Linked DNA regions of Mus musculus: region 2 is linked to region 1. The links are chromatin contacts, called in public HiChIP or PLAC-seq maps. All regions are on one chromosome and are shown on one strand. The core of a region is the stretch at or near the end of the contact, and the rest is flanking DNA. Distances in the headings are between cores, read along the strand shown. Region 1 overlaps Enah (ENAH actin regulator). Region 2 has its middle 7.4 kb from the start of n-TSgct1.

Region 1 (6,941 bases), core at 2,913-5,412:
TGCTTTACCAAATCTATGACTTCTACATAACCAACAGTGGTCAAATGGAAAACATTCTATTATAGATTTACTGTAGGTTTTCAACCTTTTTTAGACATATGCATGTGGACATTTTTATAATGTAATTACAATCACCACAAAGTTAGCTTTTTTAATTACAGACAATAATGCATGTCACACTAATATGTAGTGGCCTTTTCAGGGCCTAGTCCCAGGGAAAATATTTTGTAGAATATAGGGAAGTGGGAGGAAGGGAAGGAATAACTTTTTATTTAAAGTTAATTTCTGCACTATCTTTTTTTTCTCAATTATCTGCATGAATTATAATGAAAAATATTTTGTGACTTTAATCAGTAAACATGTTAACAAAACCAAGTACTTAATCTTTTACATCATGTCTTCAGCTATTTGTATTTTAACCAGCAATTTCAACGGTCTGAAACATGATTCTGAGCGTAACATGTGAGTCCGTCTCACTGTGGAACTCACGAGTTTGATCACTGAATTTGGCAGTTATTTTCACGCGGCCCCCACAGTGCTGCAGTGCTTGGGTTCACGCTCCTGACTCTGCGGCTGCTCCTTGACCTTTGCTGTGCTAAAATACAAGAAATATCAATAATGGCAGCAACCAGGGTCACATAAGTCACTAGGTAAGGGAGACCAATGAGGAGTTCTGCAGCTTTCTTTTAATAGAACTAAAGTGAGGCTTAAGTGGTAGGGAGTGTCTGCTGTTACACCCTGAGTGTGTGTGTGTGTGTGTGTGTGTGTGTGCGCGCGCGCGCGCGCACACACACACACACGCACACAGGTGAGAGAGAGAGAGAAAGTGATCGAGCTTAAGAGTGTGTGATAGATATTATGTTCCACCCCTTTATAATTGGCAAGATTAAAATAAGGGAGAAAATTTTATATGTTGTAATGTTAGCTTTTTGGAAAATCTAGGAAATCAAAAATTCTCCAGGCTGTCCATCATGATTTATGCTTGAGTTATTAATGTGCCATATTTGCTTTGGAATCTTTGGCTATCAAAACTTTTGCTAAAAAAATAGTAGATACAATCCACTTTGATTTGCTTTCTAGATTTCCTATGTCTCAGCTGTAAAGCAAAGCTTGATGAGAGTAGTTTTCTAAACCCTGCAGTTTGCAGCTAACCCCACTGCAGAGCCGTGTGAATGAGGGGTTTTGTTAAGAGTGTTTGTTTCTGTAGAAACTTCATCTTTAGATTAAAGTGTGAGGGATGAGCGGTCATAAGTCAATTCTGTGGCTTTCTCTACCCATCAGTCGTCGTCTCGCAGGAATAGTAAAGGCATTAAGGATGCGGCAAGCATGTACGCTGTTCTAAAAGAAGTATGCATCTCATTTACTGTTGAACGTTTGATTACGCAACTACTTTGATTGTGTACGTGTGTACATCCCTTACAGATCTGATCAAAAATCGCTTTTCATTTTGTTGCTAATGTTAAATAGTCTGTAGTACGTAGAGTACTGGGTCTAGATGGTCCAAAGTGAGACAAAAATGCTGAAGTCAAATGCTAAGTCCTAAACAAAGCTGGTTTATGCACTAAACGTTTTGTGCCTTGGTCTAATATTTAACACAATGTCTGTAAAAATGACAAAAAAAGAAAAAAAAAGAACCGACATTGGCTCATGCTGTATCTGTATCCTCCATGATAGTACGTCCTCCCACATGACTAAATGTGCTCCTACCTGGATGCTTCACTGTCACCCAGGACAGTCGTGTCGTCGCTAGAGATTTCAGTGACTACAATCGCAAGCTAAAGCTTGAGTTGTTTTCCCAAAACTGTTCCTTGGAACCATATTGTGACGGTGGGTCCTTGCTTCTGTGTGTTGACTGTCTTCAGCTGAGTCCAGTTTAGGGATCGTCTGTGATGACAGGAAGGCTCTGCTCTCCTCAACACTGTGATCTGACCTGCGACAACTCTACAATACACTCTGAATGGCTAGCACGTCCATAGCAAACAATCTGAATGTACAAACCTTAGCGTGGTGCTGAAATCTCTTGAGAATAGTAACCGTGATCTCAAAGTCTGTTCAAAACGTGTCAATCAGAACTGAAGATGAACCGCTGATGAATGTCCGGTCCTCATGCCGCAGGCGTGTTTCCTGTCTAGGTTTTCAGTTCTCTGCTGTTACCACCATAGCTGTTCCAGTTAACTCTCCTACACACTAACTTCATTTGTGCGATTGAAATAAAATTGCAGTATGTGCATGTTTCTTGTTTGTGACACTTAGATGGTCTTCTGCAATGATGTGTTAATTCCAAACCAAGTGATACTGGGTGTGAAATCAGCACCTTAGGAAGCCCAGGGTTTCACTGTTTACAGTTTAAACATCATGTCACTGTTCTTTAAAGATTTCATCCACGTCTGGCGTAGTGGAAAACACGAAGGGAATATGTAATGATCTTTCTACCTTTTGTTTTGCAGTAAGCGCTGTGTGCCTCTTCTGTCTTACATGCTCCCAGCACAGCTTGTAGTCAATGTGGTGAAAAGTGTTTTACTCCATTCTTTTGTCCTATAACACAGTCATATATATATTTCACTTCATTTACACGGTTCATTTTTTTTCTTTATGTAATTTGCATATTAAAGGATATTGCCAAGTAATTAACTTTAAATGTAGCAGTCTGTACCCTCTACAGTGATCTCTTTATGTTGGCTTTTTATATATACTTATATATATGTCTCAGCACCTTTATCTATTACAAAGTTCCATTTTCCAAACTTGTAATTTCCTCATTAGAAGTACAACTCTGTCTGTGTGTGTGTGTGTGTGTGTGTGTCTGTGTGTCTGTGTGTGTGTGTGTGTGTGTGTGTCTGTGTCTGTGTGTCTCTGTGTGTGTGTGTGTGTGTGTGTGTGTGTGTGTGTGTGTGTGTGTGTGTGTGTGTGTGTGTGTCTTTCCCCCTTTATCAGACCTCGGCATCTCTCCCAAGCTCCTCCGTCCTCTTTGTGCTTCCTGTTCCTGGCATTAATTTGCATTTGCAACCACCTTGTGTTGCTCACTGTTGTGAAGACAGCCAGCTGATTTTTCTTTTGGTTCCAACTTACACTCCTGCTTTATCTACAAATTAAAGTCACTTAAATTCGAAAATGAATTAAGTAGCAAGTCCTAAGCTTTTCCATTTGCTTAGCTAAAATTACTGTCTCTTAACTTTTGCCCATCTTTGCAGTGAGGCTGTGAAGAATTCATGTTTGTACGATTCAGGGCTTGCCAGGCAGGGCTGCAGGAACTGTTTGATTTCTTGTCGCCATGAGAATTACTTAAGCCCTTTACCACGGTCTTTAATCCTATGGGCGTATCTGTAATCCAGCATCCTGGAGACAGAAACAGGAGGATTGTGGATCTGATGTCAGGCTGGGATGCATAGAGAAACCGTGTCTAAAACAAATCAGTAAAATCCTATGGGTCGTAAGCATAAAAACGCGGAGCATAAAGGAACTCAAGATGAACATAAAAAGCAGAGTGTAGGGGGGTGTCTGTCCCTTTATCACACTAGAAAGCCCACTTCCAAAGGCAGAATAGTTTTCACTTCCAGACTCAACCTGTTCTGGTGACGGCATTTTTGTTTTTAATACAATTGGTATCTGATCATCTCCCCAGAGCTCTGTGACTCTTTGGTGAGAGGCATTTACTGTTTTATAAGTTCAGTTCCTTTTTTTTTTTTTTTTTAATCAAAACTTGTTGTATTTTAAAGAATCTGACTAAACAGTTATTCTGGTCAGTACTTCATGTGAAGATCCTGGAGAACATGTACGTACAGGAATCGCTTTCAGTTAAGCATACGCCTGTTTGAGAAACTAAAATCGTCAATCTCTCAAGAGAAGCCATTTATTTATGCCAAATATTCTTGGGGTTGAGGGCGGGGATATGATATAGTCTTTCTATTCCCAACATCAAAATAGGCTCTGCACTAAATCTTGTTCCCTTATGTTTACCTTGGTGGCTTTTTGAAGTACCAAGCTTCTTTCTAAAGCCTCTTTGTGGGTGAATGTGAGAATGAGCATGTAGAAACCAGTGTTCAACCTTGGCACCCACCTGCTTTGAGACAGGGTCACAAATTCAGCTAGACCTGCTGGCAGTGAGCCTCAGGAGATCCTGTCTGCTGCTTGCTGCTGGGTTGCCTAGCTTGTACCACCACGCCCAGCTGCTCTGTTTTACATGGATTCTGGAATCTTAACTGATGACCTTGTGCTTGCAAGGGAGGCAGACACTCTTCCAATTCAGCTAGCTTTCTAGCCCTGCCCCCCCCCTTTTTTTTTTCTTTATATCTTAATGCTGGAACAATGAAAGATTCAAAATTTAAACATTAAGATTGATTAGTTGATTAGAAAAGAAAGTAAAATGGTACAGTAAAATTACCATTTACAGACAGGGGCCTTCTATCGGTACAATATTAATGAATACCTCACATAAGGAAGATGGGGCTTTAGGATAAATTTGAAAATTGTTGAAGTATGAACTATGTTAATTTGTAAAGCAACCGTCACTGAAGGGTAGAAAGTGACTTGGTTACTGTGACTTGATGTTAAAAAGAATTTTCTACAATCATTGGTTCTATTTGTTGAAATTGTAAAGATAGGGATTGTGTGAGGAGGAGAGGGTTTGGGAAAGGGCGTTTCCCTTCGGTTATAGATGCTCTGTTGTAGAACTCCCTGAGCACCTGTAGGTTTCCAGTGCTTGCTCATTAACATAGAGAATAACTGAAAACTGAAGCTTTGGTTAAGTGCTTGAACCAGAGATCAGTCACCACACCCTACCTAGTTTGAAGCTTACTGGGTATTCCAATAAAGAGCTTTTAGAAGTTTTTGGTGTGGAACCCCAGGATTCCTGGATAAAGGAGGCCCAGATAAGAGCGGAGAGGGAGGAGTACTTGACTCTCTTGAGTTAGGAAACTCAAGAGCATGGTGAACTCATCACTAAATCCAGCCTTTTCTAAACAAAAATTAAACAGAGTTAAAAGAATTTCACATTCTAATAAAAGTTAGAAATGTCCATGCACTTCATTGAAGAGCTATTTGTAAGTGACAGTCTCCATTTAGCCCGTAAATATGTCTCAGCTGCCCCCTTCTGAGTCCAGAAAGATGTCCTTAGCAGTAGAAACAGACTCCTTCAAAAGAAAATTACATGTCTAATACAGGCAGTGAGTGATGTTGCCGATAGATAGGGTGTTAGCCGGCGCTGGGTGTCGCAAAGGAAATAAAACCCCAGGGAAAGAAGTGTGCATCGAGTCTGGCTCTGGGATTCATCCCTGTTGTGGTGGGAATACACAGTGTGTATGAGGTCCCTAGTATTGAAAAAATCAAAATGCAGCTTTAATCATGAAGTAAGTAACACAGGAACCTTTTTCAAGTTTGATACCTAAGGAAAAAAAAATGTTTGAAATTCAATATTCTCTAGTCAATTCTGTCTACCCAGCCTTCCTATAAAGTTTTGGTTTGTTTTTGTTTTGTTGTTTTTAAGATTTTAAACTTCTTTTAGTAGAGACATAGAAGATTGTCATTCCATGGCCAAGTTTCACCTAGGTGAGTTTTGGCATTTGATATTCTAACTTCTGGAATTTCTCTGAGTATTTTGATCCTCAGTTCTGAGGTCTGTCTGTTTGGGGGTGGGGCGGTTGTCTTTAAACCACAAGCCCTACATGATGCCAAAGCCACCAGGCCTCTCTTGTGTATCAGGAGTAGAACTAAGTTGGCTTAGCCCTTTGGGGACCAACCTTGTTGCGTAGTGTGTGGTACCAGCTTTGCGCTTTGCCTGGGAAAACTGTATCTCAGAAAGGTAATTAGGAAGGTCTCAATATTTAGGTGGTGGTGGTAGGGACAGGTTAAAGTCTAGATACAATTTCTGTTGACCACAAGGGCAGGGAGCAGTTTCAGGAGTTTGTCTACTTACTCTGGACACCTTGCTTCATTTGCTGACAGTGAACTTGGGCATCTGTGGTTCCTGTGAGACATCTCAGATGTGTATCTTGTCTCTGTGCTCCTGTTTAACTGTGGATGTGAGCCCTGAGGCACCCAGCCGTTGACTTGGGACTCTGCCAGATTACATGTGTGTAAGGTCCCTTCTACTTCTGGGATGTAGTTTGAGTTTCTTCATTCACATGTCCTCAAGCTGTGATCAGTCTGTTATTTCACCCAAGAAAACAGAATTCTTCTGTATGCATATGGGTGTTTTACCTCCATGTATATATCTGTGCACCACACATGTGCCTGCTGCCTTTGGAGGTCAAAGAAGGGCATCAGATCCCCTGGAACTGGAGTTCTAGACAGTAGTGAGCTACCCTTTGGATGCTGGAGCTTCTGAAAATACACACAAAGTGCTGTTAATGGCTGAGCCATTTCTCCAGCCCCCTTCTCTCTGACCTTAAAGAGTAGCTTTTGAATGTTTAGAATTACTAGATCGTGTTTGGTGAAATCTTTATATCCTATTTATGAGTGAAGTAAGAGCAAATGGCCATTCTGAGACCAGGCAGTGGCCATTGTTAGTCCCAGCTACGTCAGCTGTGTGCTTTGCTGAAGCACTGGGGCAGCTTGGTGGCTTCAGGACAAGCATGTGCCATCAGAAAGGCCAGTGTTCTCTGAGGTTCTTCTCTTCTTCCGTGGTAGGAAGCCTCCCCATGTACTCATGCCTCGAGCTGTTTCTAAGCTAGCTGACTGCTGCACTGCTGTGAGCAGTATCTTAACCCTCCTCTTTGCCAGGGGAGAATGCACCTCAGCTGTGTTACTGTGTACCGTGTCACTAGCAACTTGAAAAGGTGACAATACGAGTCTGTCTCTAGCCTTTTTATTATACAAAGTCCATTCATTCCTAGCTTCTTGTTTTTAAACTCCGACTTTACTGCAATTAATTGACAGTCCCCTCTGATACTGTTTAAGTGTTGTGATCTCTCGTTTGCTTTGTTTGTTTGTTTGTTTGTTTAAGG
Region 2 (6,941 bases), core at 1,719-4,218, 160 kb before region 1:
TTTCCACATCCCATACCCCCTTCTCCTCACACTCTCACTCCCCCCACTACCACATCCACCCCCATCTACAAGAGAATGTCCCCACTCCCTGAGGCCTCAAGTCTCTTGGGGGTTGGTTAGGTGCATCTCCTCTCACTGAGGCCAGACCCGGAAGTCCTCTGCTGTATATGTGCCGGGGGCCTCATATCAGCTGGTGTATACTGTCTAGTTGATGGTTGAGAGATCTTGGGACTCCAGGTTAGTTGAGACTGCTCATTTTCCTATGGGGTTGCCCACTTCCTCAGCTTCTTCTAGCCTTTCCCTAATTCAACCACAGGGGTCACCAGCTTCTGTCCATAGGTTGGATGTAAATATCTGCACCTGACTCTCTCAGCTGCTTGTCGGGCCTTTTGGAGGGCGGTCATGCTAGGCTCCTGTATGTAACTGTCCCCATACCACATGGATGTGTCCCTCACATCAGCTGGATCCCCAAAGCTCCCAAGGCTGTTTCTGTGCCACTTGGCATAGATAAAGTGATGAAGGAGGAATTCAGAGTGGAAAAGAGGTTTCAGCTAGTAAAAAATTTACTTTTGAAAATTTTACAGAGCCCTGTAACCATGAAAACACACAATAAGTTCCCCGGCCAACACACACACACACACACACACACACACACAGAGCCGTGGAGAGGGCAGAGCAAGACCCTCCACAGTAAACGCACATCTGCCTCCAACACCCCTTACTGAGCATCTATTATGTGCTGGACTCCAGGGATGCAGGAGTCAGCAACACCACTGAAGCCCATGAGCTCTTAACTTCATCTTAGCAGGGACAACGAATGGGCGCTTACTGCGTGTGACTCTCAGGGGATATTTCTGAAATGAATAAGAGAATGATAGGCCAGACGAAACATTGCAGAACCAAAAGCTGTCTTACCACAGAGACGTGGTAGGTTCTAAAATGAAAACACAAATTACAAAGTTGTCTGTGGGGTGGCGGGGGTGGGGGGTGGGTTGGCAGCCTGCAAGACTGCTCTTCCCATGGGCATGGCTCCACACTCTCCCAGGACCCAGGAGGACTGCTGTTTGGATGAACGTTACCATTGGCAGGGAACCCGAGGTTTCCTTCCATTCTGGAATTCCTTGAGCGATGCAGAAGCCCCTCTCCCATGCAGGCCAAGCTCAGGTGTGAAAGGCAAGCGCTGGGGAGAACTGAAGCTTCCCTGGCCACTCCAGTTGCTGTATGGCCCTGTCAGGAGCTCGCCTATCATTCTGCTTGTCCTGCTGAGAATGGCAGCTAAATTCTCTGGTGGGCGCTCCACCGCCACCAGTCTCTCCTTCTTCACAGAGTGCAAGACTTCACACTTGGTCAGCAAACCTGTAGATCCACCTGCAAATCTCAGCTCAGTCTCTCACCAGCCCTGGGACCTTTTCTTTACCAGCCGTGACAATTGAGGAGACATTAGTTAAAAACCGTCCCCAGTGGGGCTGGAAAGGTGGCTTGGTCAGTAACACAGTCGCTGAGGAAGACAGGCACCCTAAGTCCAGATCTCCCAGGACCTATGTTAAAAGCCAGGCCTGGTGGCCTAGGATCCCAGCTCTGCAGAGGCAGAGAGGAAGATCCCAGGCCAGTCTAGCCAAACTGGCAAGCGCCCAGTTTGAGAGACCTTGCTTGCTTTCATGAGTTCTCCAGAGTGTGGGTATGAGAGAGAGGTGGAAGGTAGGTAGGAGAATAAAAGGGTGGAGGAGAGAGAGAGAGGGAGAGAGAGAGAGAGATTATTTTCTTTTTAAAAATGTACATATCAACTGTATCTACTTTATGGGTGGGCAAAGGCATACCTCTGTAGCAGGCACACTTGCCTAGCATGCACCAGGCACTGAGTTCCATCCTCTACCCACCCACCCCTGTCCCCAGTAAGCACTGTGCCTGGCTTAAGAAAGGTTTTCTAATGGTTAGACTACCGTTCTTCCTCCAAGGCTGAGTGAGCTACTTCCTCTGGCTTTCCTGTGCCACTCCACTCTTTGTCTGATGGCCTCCCTGTGTCTGCTTCTCACCTTTACTTTACAGCTCCTGCCCCTCCTCACCCGACTGGATTGTGTACTTTCTTGTCTTTATTTTTCAAGAGCGACACAATTAAGAACATCTTTGTGTCCCCCTCCCCCACACTTGTCACTCTCTCAGACTCTCGTTCTTCAGACAGGTCTGTAACTCACTACCCAGTCTGAGCTGGTTTTAGAGACTCGAGGCGCCCTTCCGGCCTCTCGGCACTAGATTGACAGACTCACTCTTACTACTTATTTATTATTTGACTATTTATTTTTGAGATTGTGACTCATGTAGCCCAGGCTGGCCTCAGGCAGCTCATGTAGCAGGAGCTGGCTTTGTATTCCTGATCTTCTCAAGTCCTGGGATGACCGGTTTGTGCCCCTATCCCGCCTCTGTTTCATTTTAGACAAGGTCTCATATGTCCCGGGATGGCTTTAATCCCTCTGTCACTGAAGATGACCATAGATTTCTGATCTTCCTGCTTATACTTCCTAAGTGCTGGCATTTTGGGGGTCCTTGTCTTCCATTTACATCCCTAAAGGCCTCTCTGGTCCACAGGCTCAAATAAGCTCCTTGTCATCTTCCTCCAGAAAACCGATTCTCCTTTGAGTGACTCCCTCATCACTTCCTATCCATGCCTCACCTGGCCAGTCACTGAAGCCCGCTGCGGCAGCCAACTAGCCCGGTCTGGTTCTGTCTCTAAGCTTCTGCTTCTTTCCATCCATAAGGTCTGTACACTCTCCTCACAGGCCTTCCTTCCTCCCTCCCTCCCGGCTGCCCTGCGGGAAGCCTTCCCTTCCTGCAGGCTACACCTGAGTGCTCCAGAGAGGCCTGATCTAGCTTTTCTCACCTACACCACTTCTCCTCACTCAGCCACACTGCGAGGCTTTCCCCACCGGAAGTAGTCTTTCTGGCCTTTGTGTTCCACTCATTTCCTACTCAGCACAAGCCACACTCACCACCATTTTAACACTGCCTGTGCAGGCTCCTCCTCCAGTCTACAAGCTCTGGGAGAGGACTCAGACCCTCCGTCACTGTATCTTTAAGGCTTCTCTGCATTGGGAACGTGTTGGATACGTACACGCTGGACTGATTCTGGCACTCTGGCTCTGTTGCCCATTATCCTGGCCTCTCGGCACCCTCAAAGTTCTTCCACTGTCAGCAAAGACAGTGAGAGGAGCTGGGAGCTTGAGGAAGAGCCTGATATCAAGTCTACCGGCTCCCTCCCCCACCTGCTCAGTATCTTTGAATCACTTCCTACCTTCATCTGTCAGAAAAGTATTTGTCTGAATGCTTCCCCCTGGTTAAAGTTTTACACTGGAGCAATACAACGTTGAGGGGGGCACTTTTGTTTTGTTTTGTTTTTGTTTTTGAGACAGGGTTTCTCTGTATAGCCCTGGAGATCCTGGAACTCACTCTGTAGACCAGGCTGGCCTTGAACTCAGAAATCTGCCTGCCTCTGCCTCCCAAGTGCTGGGACTAAAGGTGTGCACCACCGCTGCCCGGCCCCTTTTCCTTTTTTTTTTTTTTTTTTTCTTTTCTCGAGACAGGGTTTCTCTGTGTAGCCCTGGCTGTCCTGGAACTCACTTTGTAGACCAGGCTGGCCTTGAACTCAGAAATCGGCCTGCCTCTGCCTCCCAAGTGATGGGATTAAAGGCGTGCGCCACCACGCCCGGCTCTCTTATGCCAAGGAGTGATACAGCCAAGAAGACCCCTAACAGGCGCCAACACCTCATGAGAAGTACATTTCTTGCCTTTACTGTTGCCCAGTCTGGGTGTGTTGTGTGGCAGCAGCACTAAATGACCAAGACTGGCGGGATCTCACCTTGGAGCCAAGGTTGGTCCTACCGTTGAGCCCCTAGATCCTTTGCCTTTGGAGACTCTAATTCCCCAACCAGCCCCTCCTGCCCACAGTGCTTCCTCACCATATGCACTGATTCCTGGATGCAGGCACACAAGCTCAGTCCGCTGCTACATTTTTTTGGCTCAGTTTTTTTTTTTTTGTTTACAATAGGTAGGTCCTAACTCTTAGGTATGCTAGGCTAGATCTACCACAGCCTACAGCCTCAGACTTTCTCCACTTTTGAGTGTATCTTTGGTGCAGGGCATTGAACAAGGACCACCCTCAGGCTACACGTGTGCCCTACCACATCCCCAGCCCTCTTCTATCTTGAGCTCATTGTCACACCACCTCTCTATTGACTTATTTCTACTTTACATGTATGTTTCAGCTGCATGCATAAATGTGCATCATGCATGTGCCTGGTGCCTTCAGAGGCCAGAAGAGGACATCAGATCCTTTAAAACTGGAGTTACAGATGGTTGTGAGCCATCAGGTAGGTGCTGGGAACTGAATTCAAGTCCTCTGGAAGAGCAGCAAATGCTCTTAATCACTGAGCCCTCGCTCCCACCCTTCCCACCCCCTGTCTGGCCTCCTGTACCTGCCCTGTTTTGATTGACAAGCTCTTAACAAGATTCTCCAGTACACTTCTGACTCTGTCGCTTATTGTTTTCACTCTCCCTCTAAGGTCACAAGTGACGAGGCCCTGTGTCCAACACTCCCCTAACCCCTAAGCTTTATTGATGTCCCAGAGTTATGGTCCTCACCACTGACAAGGTTTCTTATAGCCCTGTCCTGGGCGCTGCTCTGTGCTGGGGAAGCAGTCACCAAGAGCTTGCTCGTCAAGTGGGAAGGAGGCATGGCTAAATGAACACACACCAAATAATGCTGAGCCGCGAAGGCGAAATAATCTGAATCCTAAATTCCGTGGCACAGACTGGACGTCCTATCAGAGAATGGGGGAAGAGCCAGGCCGAGCCTTCAGAGAGGCCTTCTAGTCTTTTCTCCTTTGTCTTACTGGAGACCAAGAGCAGGGCATGGTGAGTAGCAGGTAGGTGCTGTACCACTGTGCCCGCAGTCTCCAGGGAATCCATGAGTTCAAGGTATTCCCAAGGTTACTGGTCTGTGGTGAGCAGGGGTTGCAGGGGTGGGGTGGGAAAGGACACTCTTCTGGTGTGTCTGAAGACAGCTACAGTGTACTCATATAAATAAAATAAATAAATCTTAAAAAAAAAAAGAAGGTGTATTCCTCCTTCTGTGATCATCCAACTTGCAACTTTTTCCCAAGGAAGAACCAGGCATGAACATACGAGCTCTGCTGTGCAGATATCTTCCTTGCCCGGAGATCAGAACCCGGCCTCAGCCTGCCTTGGGCACATGGCCTACTGTCCTCCGTGGGCTCTCAGATCAGGCTTGATGTCCACCTCTGTTGCTGTCCTGTCCGAGTGATTGCTGTTATCACAACCATCTCTTATCGATCTTTTTGTCATTGGTTCTTTTAAATGTTGAGGATAAGATACTGAGAAGCTGTGTCACTGAGGTGCACAGACTGCCCGGTCTATGAACTCTGCATTTTATCTTAATCATGTGCATGTGTATGTAGGTGGGTGGGGCAGCCATGTGGCACAGAATGACTCTGGAGGTCAGAGGACAACTTGTGGGAGTCAGTTCTCTCCTTCCACCATGTGGGTCCTGGGAATAGAACTCAGGTTATTAGACTTGGTAAGCCCCGTAACCCATGAAGCTGTCTCACAGGTCTATTCCCCCCCCCCTTTTCTCCTCTTCCTCCTCTTCCTCCTCTTTTCCTCCTCCTTCTCCTTTTCCTGCCTTACTTTGTATAAACTTGTTCTCCCAAGCATATTGTAAGTTGTAACAATAACAGATATTTACCTGGTGTTTACTGGAGCCAGACTGTGCTTAACACGGCAGAAGGTGAGGGCAAGGAAGAGAAGGGCGAGAAGTGTATATTAGTACAATGATGGTTTGCAATGTATAATCCACAGCAACACTGCTCCACTGTGATGCAGGACTAACTTCATTTTCAGTGTCAAACACTTCCAAATCGCTGCAAACCAACACTTTAGTGATTGCCATTAGACTTTCAAACTCTCTCAGCTTCTGTGCCTATCTTGCTGCAGGCTAAAGATGAGCTGTTGCTGACCAGCACAGCCAGAGGACTATATATATATTGAGAGGCATTAACAAATACTCTCAGAAGAAAAAAAAAAAAGCCAACTCTGCATGCCTGTAAATTTTCATTTATTTAGAAAGTGTGTACAAGAGGTTACTACACAGCAGATGCCGAGCTTGGGGCTGTATAGTTCAGGTGGTAAACGGGAACACTTACACCTTCACAAACAGTCCAGAAGGCTAAACAGACTTGAGCAATACATTACGAAATAATTATTTTAGGTAAATGCTAAAGGAAAGGTAAACATATTTAGGGTTTAAACTAACTTGAGGGGTCAGAGAAAGCTGAAGCTCTATGCTGAAGAAAGAACAGGGTGCAAGAATCAGAACAGGGAAGGGTGAGAAAACAGGTCTTGTGCAAGGGCCCAGAGGCAGGCAGGCAGACAGACAGACAGACAGACAACTAAGATTAAAGGGACAGTGTCCCAGTGCCCTGAGCCGTGCAAAGGTCACGGCAAGGACTTTGCAGGTTATTTTTCAAACTGTTATGATTTGAATGTCCCTTCCCAAACTCATAACGAAATGTAATTTCCACTATAACAGCATTGAGATATAGAGCTTTGGGAATAGAGAGCTGGCTTGGTGGTTAAGAGCACTTGGTGATTTTAAAGAGGACCTGACCGGTTCCCAGCACTCATGACTGATGGTTTGCAACCTCCTATAAAACTCAGTTCCAGGGAATCAGAAACCTTCTTCTTGCTTCCTAGACACCATACTCATGTACATACTCACATACAGATGCACAGCCCTACACATAAGTTCTGGCAAAGATACAGGATTGGCTAGTGATTGATGGGATGGTGAGATGACTCAGCAGGAACTTGCCGCCAAGATTGACTGCCTGAGATTGGTCTCTGAACTCACACGATAGAAGGAGAGAAATGAC

Evidence for each region. HiChIP or PLAC-seq counts read pairs in DNA pulled down with a chosen protein or histone mark.
Region 2: a contact with region 1 is called in an H3K27ac HiChIP or PLAC-seq map of embryonic stem cells, with 2.9 times the contacts expected there. The contact joins two enhancer-like sites. A contact is called at or near these places in 1 of 15 datasets of contacts at CTCF or cohesin (the NIH/3T3 cell line), 4 of 115 datasets of contacts at active chromatin or transcription factors (all in embryonic stem cells) and 4 of 9 other capture datasets (adipose tissue, embryonic stem cells, liver and 1 more).

Annotation. Positions count from the first base shown.
Region 1 is chr1:181,898,247-181,905,187 of GRCm38.p6, reverse strand. It overlaps Enah (ENAH actin regulator), which reads left to right. Exons shown (of 15, transcript NM_010135.3): 15 at 1-6,941. Among named protein-coding and RNA genes, the nearest start is that of Gm33669, 23 kb to the right of the region's middle. Within about 2 kb of position 4,162, at least 5 of the 459 cell types and tissues checked have an H3K27ac peak or open chromatin away from gene starts, as enhancers often do. A contact at or near this core is called in embryonic stem cells, where this site is marked.
Region 2 is chr1:182,059,923-182,066,863 of GRCm38.p6, reverse strand. No RefSeq gene overlaps it. Among named protein-coding and RNA genes, the nearest start is that of n-TSgct1, 7.4 kb to the right of the region's middle. Within about 2 kb of position 2,968, at least 20 of the 459 cell types and tissues checked have an H3K27ac peak or open chromatin away from gene starts, as enhancers often do. A contact at or near this core is called in embryonic stem cells, where this site is marked.